Regions from separate parts of the Anas platyrhynchos genome. Here region 1 is linked to region 2. The links are chromatin contacts, called in public Hi-C maps. All regions are on one chromosome and are shown on one strand. The core of a region is the stretch at or near the end of the contact, and the rest is flanking DNA. Distances in the headings are between cores, read along the strand shown.

Evidence for each region. A called contact is a pair of places that touch in the nucleus more often than the background predicts.
Region 1: a Hi-C map of liver shows a contact between it and region 2, with 2.2 times the contacts expected there. The contact joins the enhancer-like site here to the promoter of CYBB in region 2. A contact is called at or near these places in 2 of 8 Hi-C or Micro-C datasets (liver and subcutaneous adipose tissue).

Annotation. Positions count from the first base shown.
Region 1 is chr1:122,022,729-122,027,222 of IASCAAS_PekinDuck_T2T, forward strand. All of the region lies in intron 1 of SRPX (sushi repeat containing protein X-linked), which reads right to left. Among named protein-coding and RNA genes, the nearest start is that of SRPX, 26 kb to the right of the region's middle. Within about 2 kb of position 2,898, at least 2 of the 8 cell types and tissues checked have an H3K27ac peak or open chromatin away from gene starts, as enhancers often do.
Region 2 is chr1:121,862,448-121,866,888 of IASCAAS_PekinDuck_T2T, forward strand. It overlaps CYBB (cytochrome b-245 beta chain), which reads left to right and starts at 1,580. Exons shown (of 13, transcript XM_013094535.5): 1 at 1,580-1,737; 2 at 3,843-3,938. The coding sequence starts at 1,693.

The sequences.
Region 1 (4,494 bases), core at 1,648-4,147, 160 kb after region 2:
TCGCCTTGGATGATCTCTGTCATTTCAAGCTCTCCCCCATTTAGAAAGGATGTCACCTGCACAAATCACATTGCCAGCGTGTCATGTCTGTAGGTACACACACTCCACACATCAGAACAACCACGCAGGGTTTGACTCCAGTTTTTCAAAATTAATTTGCAAGTTAGCACCCAGGCTTAAAGGAACCCAAGCTGCAAAAACCTAAATCGTGCTCTAAATCCAGTTCTCAAAAGTCCGGTCTTCACGTGTTGTACTCCTCACCTCAAAGATGGGCAGAGGGCCACCTTCCCTAATAACATGGACCCATGGCCTGGAGTAGGAGAACCACTTTCTAGTTGCTCCTGGATGCAGGACAGTGACGTGGATCACAGAGTCACAGAACGGTTTGGGTTGGAAGGGACCTTAAAGACCACCTGGTTCCACCCCCCTGCCATGGGCAGGGACACCTCCCACCAGCCCAGGCTGCCCAAAGCCCCATCCAGCCTGGCCTTGAGCACCTCCAGGGATGGGGCACCCACAGCTTCTCTGGGCAGCCTGTGCCAGTGCCTCACCACCCTCCAAGTACAGAATTTCCTCCTTGTACCTAGTCAAAACCTAACCTCTTTCAGTTTAAAGCCATTACCTCTTCTCCTATCGCTCCACTCCCTGACAAAGGGTCCCTCCCCGGCTTTCCTGTAGGCCCCCTTTAGCTCCTGGAAGGCCGCTGTAAGGTGTCCCCACAGCCTTCTCTTCTCCAGGCTGAACAGCCCCAGCTCCTTCAGCCTGTGGATGCATCTGCCAAGTCAGAGGAAAGCTTGAATTTTGCTGGGACTTCCCGAATAATGCTTCTGCCAAATTTGTGGGAGAAAGGGAAACCTAAATGCCTGTAAAACTAAATTTTTAATAATTAGTCATCCCTTTAAAGTAGTCACGATGTAGATACTGTCTTCTTGTGAGTACTTAACACCATACCGATGGGTGCAGTATCAGATAGATCTCTGCTTCACGGGAAAAGCTTCAAAATCTGTGTTGAGCTTTGACAACACTGTGCACTAAGAAAGCACTGCCTTTTTCTGCACTGGGCAGCTTTTCAGCTGGAGTTTCCTATACAAGCAGTGACTAAGCCTGCCCCTTCTCAGCTCCAAGACTTGAGAAGGACATGTCTACAGGGATGGAGGGACTGCAAGGCGAGAGAGAGAGACAACAGGGCCGAAGATCCTGTGTGACACTGTGTGACATGTGGGACATAGCTAACAAAACTTTCAAGGTCCTAGAGAAGTCTGCCAGAGAGATGGGAAAAGAGAAAAGAGAAAACAAACAAACAAAGCCCTAGGCAAAGAGTTTTAGCTTTCATCCTTACTAAGTCACAGGAGACATTTAAAAATAACTTCTGGAAAAAAAGCAACGCTTTGGCAGATTTTTACTTCTAACTCTTAATTCTTGTAGTAGTTATGTACATTTTTCTACACGATTGGGATCAGTTTCGCATACAAAAGCAAAAATCAGCACAGGCTGCTACAGTTTACATTCAGTGTAGAATGTCTCCAGGCCATATTTACTCCTTCCTCACAGACACTGGATTTACAGCCCACGTTTTGCTGTGTTGGTCGCGAAGAAGCAGTAAGAGCACCTGGGGACTAAAATGAGAGACTCATTATCAGGGTTTTGACTAGTCCAAGAGCTCTAGGCTATTTGGTTTCTGAAGAAGTCTTACTGCACTGTGTGCTTACTTTTGAATTTCACCAATACATCTGAAAACTCTCGACAAAGACACATACGTGGCATTATTTGCATCATCACCAAATGTGCCATAACTGAGGCAGGGGGAAATCAGCAGAGGAGCCCAACAGCAGGTTGGAGCAGAGTGCAGCTCAGCTTTTTGGCCCAGCCACACAACCATCCCATCTCTTTTTTTTCTTCTCCACCTATCCTGTTTCCTGAAAGTACTGAACGCCAAAAACATACTATTTACCTCACAATATTGAAAAATTAGTTTGGTGGAGGGTGGGTTTTTTGGTTTGTTTTAGCACTAATCCCTGCTCTTCACCCTATTCTGTACGCTATAGCTACCAAAACAAATAAATAAGTAAGAGAAAAAATAAAAAAGAAAATTTATCGACTGACTGAGGCCCTGGCACAGGCTGCCCAGAGAAGCTGTGGGTGCCCCATCCCTGGAGGTGCTCAAGGCCAGGCTGGATGGGGCTTTGGGCAGCCTGGGCTGGTGGGAGGTGTCCCTGCCCATGGCAGGGGGGTGGAACCAGGTGATCCTTAAGGTCCCTTCCAACCCAAACCGTTCTGTGACTCTGGCTACTCTCTTGGAGGGCTGTATTGCCATGGCTGTCTCACAATGCTTGCTGTGAACCAAATGAGAACTGGAAGAGCCCACAGGGAGCGTGAGTTAGCAGGAATTAACAGTCAATCAGCTACTGCTGAAGTCGTGAGCGATGGCAGTGGGCACAGCCTCAAGCCTCAGCTCAGACCCGAGGGCAGGCCACGCGCATTGGATTCACAGTCAGCCTCTGCCTCCTCCATCTCCTGCAGAAACCTTCCTCCTCCTCCTGAGCTAACAACACCCTTTGTATAATCACCCCTTCAGTGGGCTGACTAACCCTCCCCCCCAAATTTCAGTCCTTTCTGTCCCCCTTACTTTTCTCTTGCCCCAAACGTCAGTAAGAAGAAGGGCCTAAGCCTGAAGTCAGGAGGGGAACGCCGCTGACTGAAGGGGCTCAACCAGGGGAATGCAGAGTGTGCCAGGCTGGGCTAGCTAGGCATTTTTTTTGCTAATCAGCTCTAATTCCTTATGCCTAAGGTTTTCTGCATACACAAACTGCAAACAAGCATGACCAATTTCCTTCATGAAGGGCGCTGTGCAATACGATCGGCAGGCCCGTCGGTAAGGCAAAGCAGCTGCTCCAGGTACTGCAAACATGCCAGAGCTTTCCTCAGAATTTTTGTGGCTTTCCAAACATGCTTGCCTTGAGTAAGCAACTACACGTATTTAAAAAAATGGCTAACAGCTAAAAAATGCACAAACTGAATGCTGAAGAAGAAAAAAAAGAACAACTTGCTGTGGTGTCGTGGCAGCTATGGTGGTCTACAGAGAGAAAGAGGGCAAGGCTCCTAGGGAGGGGCAGAACTTCTTCTACTGGAGCAAATGATACTGTTAGAAATGAAAAACAAAAACAGGCATTCTTTTGGATGCAGATAACTGTAAGAGCTTAGGAGGAACATCTGTTTGATCTAAATCATTATTATGCTTACTCTGAAACTGAAAGCGATTAGGAGAAAATGGGTGAGGCAGGGTTCAGAAGGGGGCAAGGATCTGGGTTTGGACCAACTGATATCACCGAATAAAAACCAGCTAACTTGAAAAGCTTTATGTGCCTGAAAGCACATCAAACAACACTACAAAGTTTCAGATCAAAGCCTGTTTATTTTTAAGTGAAGGAGCATACTGTTTTTCAAAGGCTAAGCAGCTACATGTAGTATTTCTGGAATATTAGGGCTGGATAAGGCCTGGAGAGGTCACACATCAATTCCCTGCCTCGAGACAAGATCAACCCTGTTCATGGAGGTTTTGGCAGTAAGAGAGGCTCCAAGTTTCCTAGACATTTCTTCTGGGGCTTCATGGGGTTCTGTTCAAGCAAATGAAATTTGAGTTTTTAGGTACAAGTCCTTTACAGTGTTCTTCTGTTTAATGGACAGTTCTCACCGTTCCTTAGCGATACTATAGGCTGCATTATCATTTAGTAGTAAAACTCTTCAAAGACTCAGCTGTATCTGAAATCACTGGAAAAAAGACAGCAAGCAGAAATGGCCGAAGCCACTATGTTGCCTCTACAGCTGGGCTACAGTTTGCTCATTATAGTATTTGAGAAAACATGTTAGGAGAACCAGGACCATCAGAGCGGTTGGCATTAGAGCAGTGATGAACACAGGAACTGCTGTGTTCGGGAAGCTTTTCCTCATAAAACGCGATCCAAGACAGCCATGCCAAGTGGCAAGAAGGAAAGCAGTTTTGAGAGCATCGTTTTCCCCAGCCCCTCAGCTCTGTTTAAACACCAGTCTCAGTTTTCCTTCATAATCAGCATGCAAAATGACCTGTTGTACTGGCGGGCACACCAGCCAGCAGAGCAGCAGGTTCACCAGGGAGGGAGGGAAAAGCTCTGTAAAAATGCTGCAGATACAGAAAGTCTCAGCAATGTTTCTCTGGAAAGCTGAGCAAGCTGAAAAACATCCAGAGGGAGACAAAAGGGTTTGGTAGGAGGTCAGTTCCCTCCCATAAACTGCCATTTTCTTTTTTGTTTGCATGTGTCTAGTATGGACAAATCCACGTGCTTGCTTGTGCACTGTTTAGTGTGCATGTGTGCAAAGAAAAAAGCACAGCACTGCTCACGTACGTTAACACAAGTTAAGCAACCTCATTTAGTTACTTGCTACTGGGGAGTTTTGTTGACCAAGGAATAGGCCATAACCAAAATGCTGGGCTGCACATTCAAGGAGCTGCTCTGAACA
Region 2 (4,441 bases), core at 330-2,829:
AGGCCATATTCCAGGAGAAGTTTAATAAGGGTAGTATGCTGGAAGAAGAGACAGGAAGAAAACAGCAAGAGCATCGGGAATTATGCTGGGTGCCCTCATCTTCAGTTTTACATCCTGACCAAATATCACATCACTGCCAGAATCAGGCTCCAAGAAATTAATTTATACAAGCTTGATAAGATGCTTTCTATTTACTACAGTAGGCGCAGAATCAAGCCTCTGAAAATGGTCCTGTTCTCTATAGCTGTTAGTATTGTGCTAGGCCCCACCAGGCTCTCCCAAAATTTCTTTCTGGGAAGCCATGAAGTTCTGCAGGATGGGAGCAAGCAGAACCACATGGCATGGCTCTGGCAGAGGGAGATCACAAGCCAAACTCTTCCGTAGAAGGGAAGGGAAGGGAAGGGAAGGGAAGGGAAGGGAAGGGAAGGGAAGGGAAGGGAAGGGAAGGGAAGGGAAGGGAAGGGAAGGGAAGGGAAGGGAAGGGAAGGGAAGGGAAGGGAAGGGAAGGGAAGGGAAGGGAAGGGAAGGGAAGGGAAGGGAAGGGAAGGGAAGGGAAGGGAAGAACATAGCTTTTAATGTTTAAAAAGATCTTTGTAGAATGCATTACCATCATCCATACATGCATCTCACCTCCTTGGAAATCAGACTTCTGTCAGTCACTTTGGGAGGAGATCTGTATTTCTGTGGTGCAACAGGTGGAATTGGAGAAAAAAGTGAGCATGAGGCATGTGTAAAGGGATTTCTCCTCTCTAGGGACTGTACCTTGCCAAAAGATGTGCTTTCTCAATCCCAAAGCCTCCTCCAGTCTATCTTTTTGCCATCTTTATTGTAGGTATGGGAACTGTGGTACCAGAGGCAAAACATTCAGAATCATTAATTTCCCACAAACATATATATACATTTTTAAATGAATACACTTGGGATAAATGTCCATGGGCTTGCAAGTTCTAAAATACATTTGGATGATTTTCCATTTCTTCTCTCTAATCACAGAAGAAAAATATTTACCTTACTTTTTTTTTTTTCCTTTTCTTTTTTCTTTTTTTCTTTCTTATAGAGTGACAGGATTCTCAGGACTGGAACTGTGTGACAGTACCAAATATGAAAAACAGACTGTCAAGTGACACGTCCTCGCTTTTGACCCAAGCAAAGAGGAAGTGGCAAGGTTTGCATGTATGTCCCAGACAAGAGGAGTGTTAGATTACATTTGAAGGCTTCTGTGAACATTAAATTACTGAAAGATAAATAATTCTATTGATAATTTATCAAAGGGGATCTGCAGGAATGGCAATTCAGAGCTGAGGTGATAAAAAAGACAAGACTGGAGAGGAGATAACTGTTCTGTGCTTTGTGTATTATACTTCAGCATTAAAAGTTACATAAAGTAGCAATATTTTTATCAGCATAAAACCTCACCAGTTACGTTATTTATTTTATCCAAATTCTGTATCATGAGGAAAAGTGTATTTCAATGGTTTATATATGTATGAGTTATGAAAAGTTCTATGAAAAAGGGGTAGAAACGTGTTTGAAATTGAACTATGGATATGATTCAATGGTTAACTTATTTCCTAAATGAATGAGAAAGGAAACAGGTTGCTGCAAGCTTCTGCTCTCACTTCCTTATGAGAGAAGACAGAGACACTATCCCAGAAAGAGCAGGGCTGTTGTGCACTCTCGTCTCAGACAATCATGGGTAACTGGGTGGAGAATGAAGGACTGTCCATCTTTGTTGTTGTAAGTACAATTTTTATTGTGATTTGTATCCATTAGAAAGTTCTACAGAAGGTTTTAATAAGCAGATCTCACTGTGTCAGTGAATGATTTATCTGATTATTCTGAAACTAGGGCAGCAAGTGCAGTGACACACTTCAAGAACACGATGTTTTAGGAGCCCTGGCTGGTGTCTTGATTGCTATCAGCTTTATTGTCAATTTAGAAATGATCTTATGTTAACTGTCATTTTATTTGTTAGAAATAAATGTAAGTATTTATTTTATTTGAATGCAACAGTGACTTAAGGGGAAATAATAACATTACATATCACTGTAAACCATGTGCACTTCAAAAATAGAAAGCAATCACAACAACAAGCCTTTCTTGCACTTTTGTAAACAAAAGTAGATGTAACTGAAAGCACTGTGGATGTGTCTTGAGGATAGAGAATTTATATTAGAGTCAGATTCCAGAATTTAGAGTAGAGATTCATGAATGCTTTGTTAGGACAACTAGCATTTGAACTGAGTTTGTATATAGCTTGCATGGAGTAGCCGTGGAAGTAGGTTAAATTCATTCCAAGCAAGATTTAAAAGTACCAGAAATCTCATTCCCATTTAAAAGAGCCGAAGAGTAAGGCAAGGCAGTCCTCCTTGAAGAAAATGTAGGCACGATAAAGTATTTCAACATTCACTTTTTTCCACATAATTGTGATACAAGTGCTATGCATATATAACATTTAATATGTGTAGATATGATATGATATGATATGATATGATATGATATGATATGATATGATATGATATGATAATATTATTTTACATAATATATACAATAAAAATGTAATGCCATTTATGGGATTTCTGCCAAGGGGGGTTAGTATATGTAAATAGTGAAAGTAATGCAAAAAAGCCATAGACAATCTATATTTGTGGTGACTGAAATGTGAATGTCTTTGTTCAAAAAACGTATTGCTGCTGCCGTGCACATTTGATACTTACATACAACATTGTAGATGCTTATCTCTAGTTTAGGAATAAAGCATTAGCACTTTAGTACTTTGAAAAGGAGTAACTACGTTTGCTGTCACCCTCAGTGACTTGAGGAAGTTGAAACTACCAAGAGGTGAATTCGGGCATATTTTTTGCATCAGAACTGAAATATTAACAGAATTAAGTAAGAGGCCATTAGGTTGTTTAAGTAGGATTTTTTTATTTCCTTTTTTAGTCTCAGGGGTATACAAGGTTATCTAGTAGGGAAACAAACTAAAGGAGTCACCAATAAAGAAAGCAACTAAGTGAACACACAGTTCACTTTCCTTACCAAAGTATTCTGCATTATTCACTATGGCTTTATTATACACTGACTAGCTACAGGGATGTCCAGTGCTTGATAGGAACAGGACAGCCACAGTCTGTATTGATTTACCTCTATAAAACAGACACATAGCATCCTTAACTCCAGCATGCTCAATCTTCACTGGCCCTAGCTGAAAAGCATGGATGGCCCCTAACTCGACCACTCAGCACAAGTTGCCAGAGTGTCACCGTGTTTTTCAGAGGGTCCATGTTCTGTATGGGTCAGCACCAAGGAATGTGAGAATCCATCTAGGATCACACCAAACATCTTGGCCTCCTGGGCATGCTGTCAGGCTACATGGGACTGGCATGCTGTCACTTTAAATGTGTATTCAAGAGCATTTAATCCTGAGATTAGATTAATTCTATAATGAGGATTTGGGGATTTCCCATATCCTGCCTTATGCTGATGGAAATCCCTTCACTTTCCTGGACTTGTGCAGCATGGGAAGGACATTTTCAGGCAAACTGCCATTTGGAACTTTTCATGATGTTTGGAGATTTATCTAGACTCACAGACTTAGCTAGACACCTGTAATATGACAGTCCTTACATAACTGTAAGTCTTTTAGACTATGCAAAAGTTTCAGCTACCAATATCTGTGGTTTGGTTTATTGCCACTCCTGTGCTCCCATTTCCACCTGCAGCACACCTAACTCTGCAAATAGAAGCACAATGAACTAATTGAAGATTTTTTGAACTGTGTAAATTCAGCTATATGATCTGTAACAACAAACTGTAAAGTTTCCTCTTTGTTTCTCTTTCAGCTTGTGTGGCTGGGGTTAAATGTCTTCCTCTTTTGGTGGTTCTATCTTGCATATGACGTCCCACAAAAATTCTTCTACACCAGAGAACTCCTTGGTGTAAGTACAAAACATACATTATCTTGTCATAGACTGAGCATAGACATAGCATTTTTCCCTATTTTTTTTGTGACTGAAACAGGATCAAGTTGCTGGAGCAGCAGGTTCATGTAGGAGTTAAATTCACACATAAACAGATAACTTAATGCAGACAGACATCCAGTGCTTCTGAATAGAAAGCTGGTATGCAAAATAGAGATATCTCATTCTAAAGGTGTTTCCAGGTAACTATTATTCTCCTGATAATTAAACTAAGCGTGTTGTTGCCGCTTTATTTAGCAGAAGGTGAATAAAATATTGCCATTGGAACTATTGTGCAACCATTTTCCCTTTTTCATTGCCTGAATATTTTACATAGTTATCAGCTCTGAAAAGAAATCATAATTCATCAAGTGTGTGGATAGTATTCAAGCAGCCACGTGCTCCTGGACCATGGGCTATTCAATATAACCTAACTGGTTGATGCAACATTAGGTGTCTTACAGTGAAGGTGTTTCCAAAGC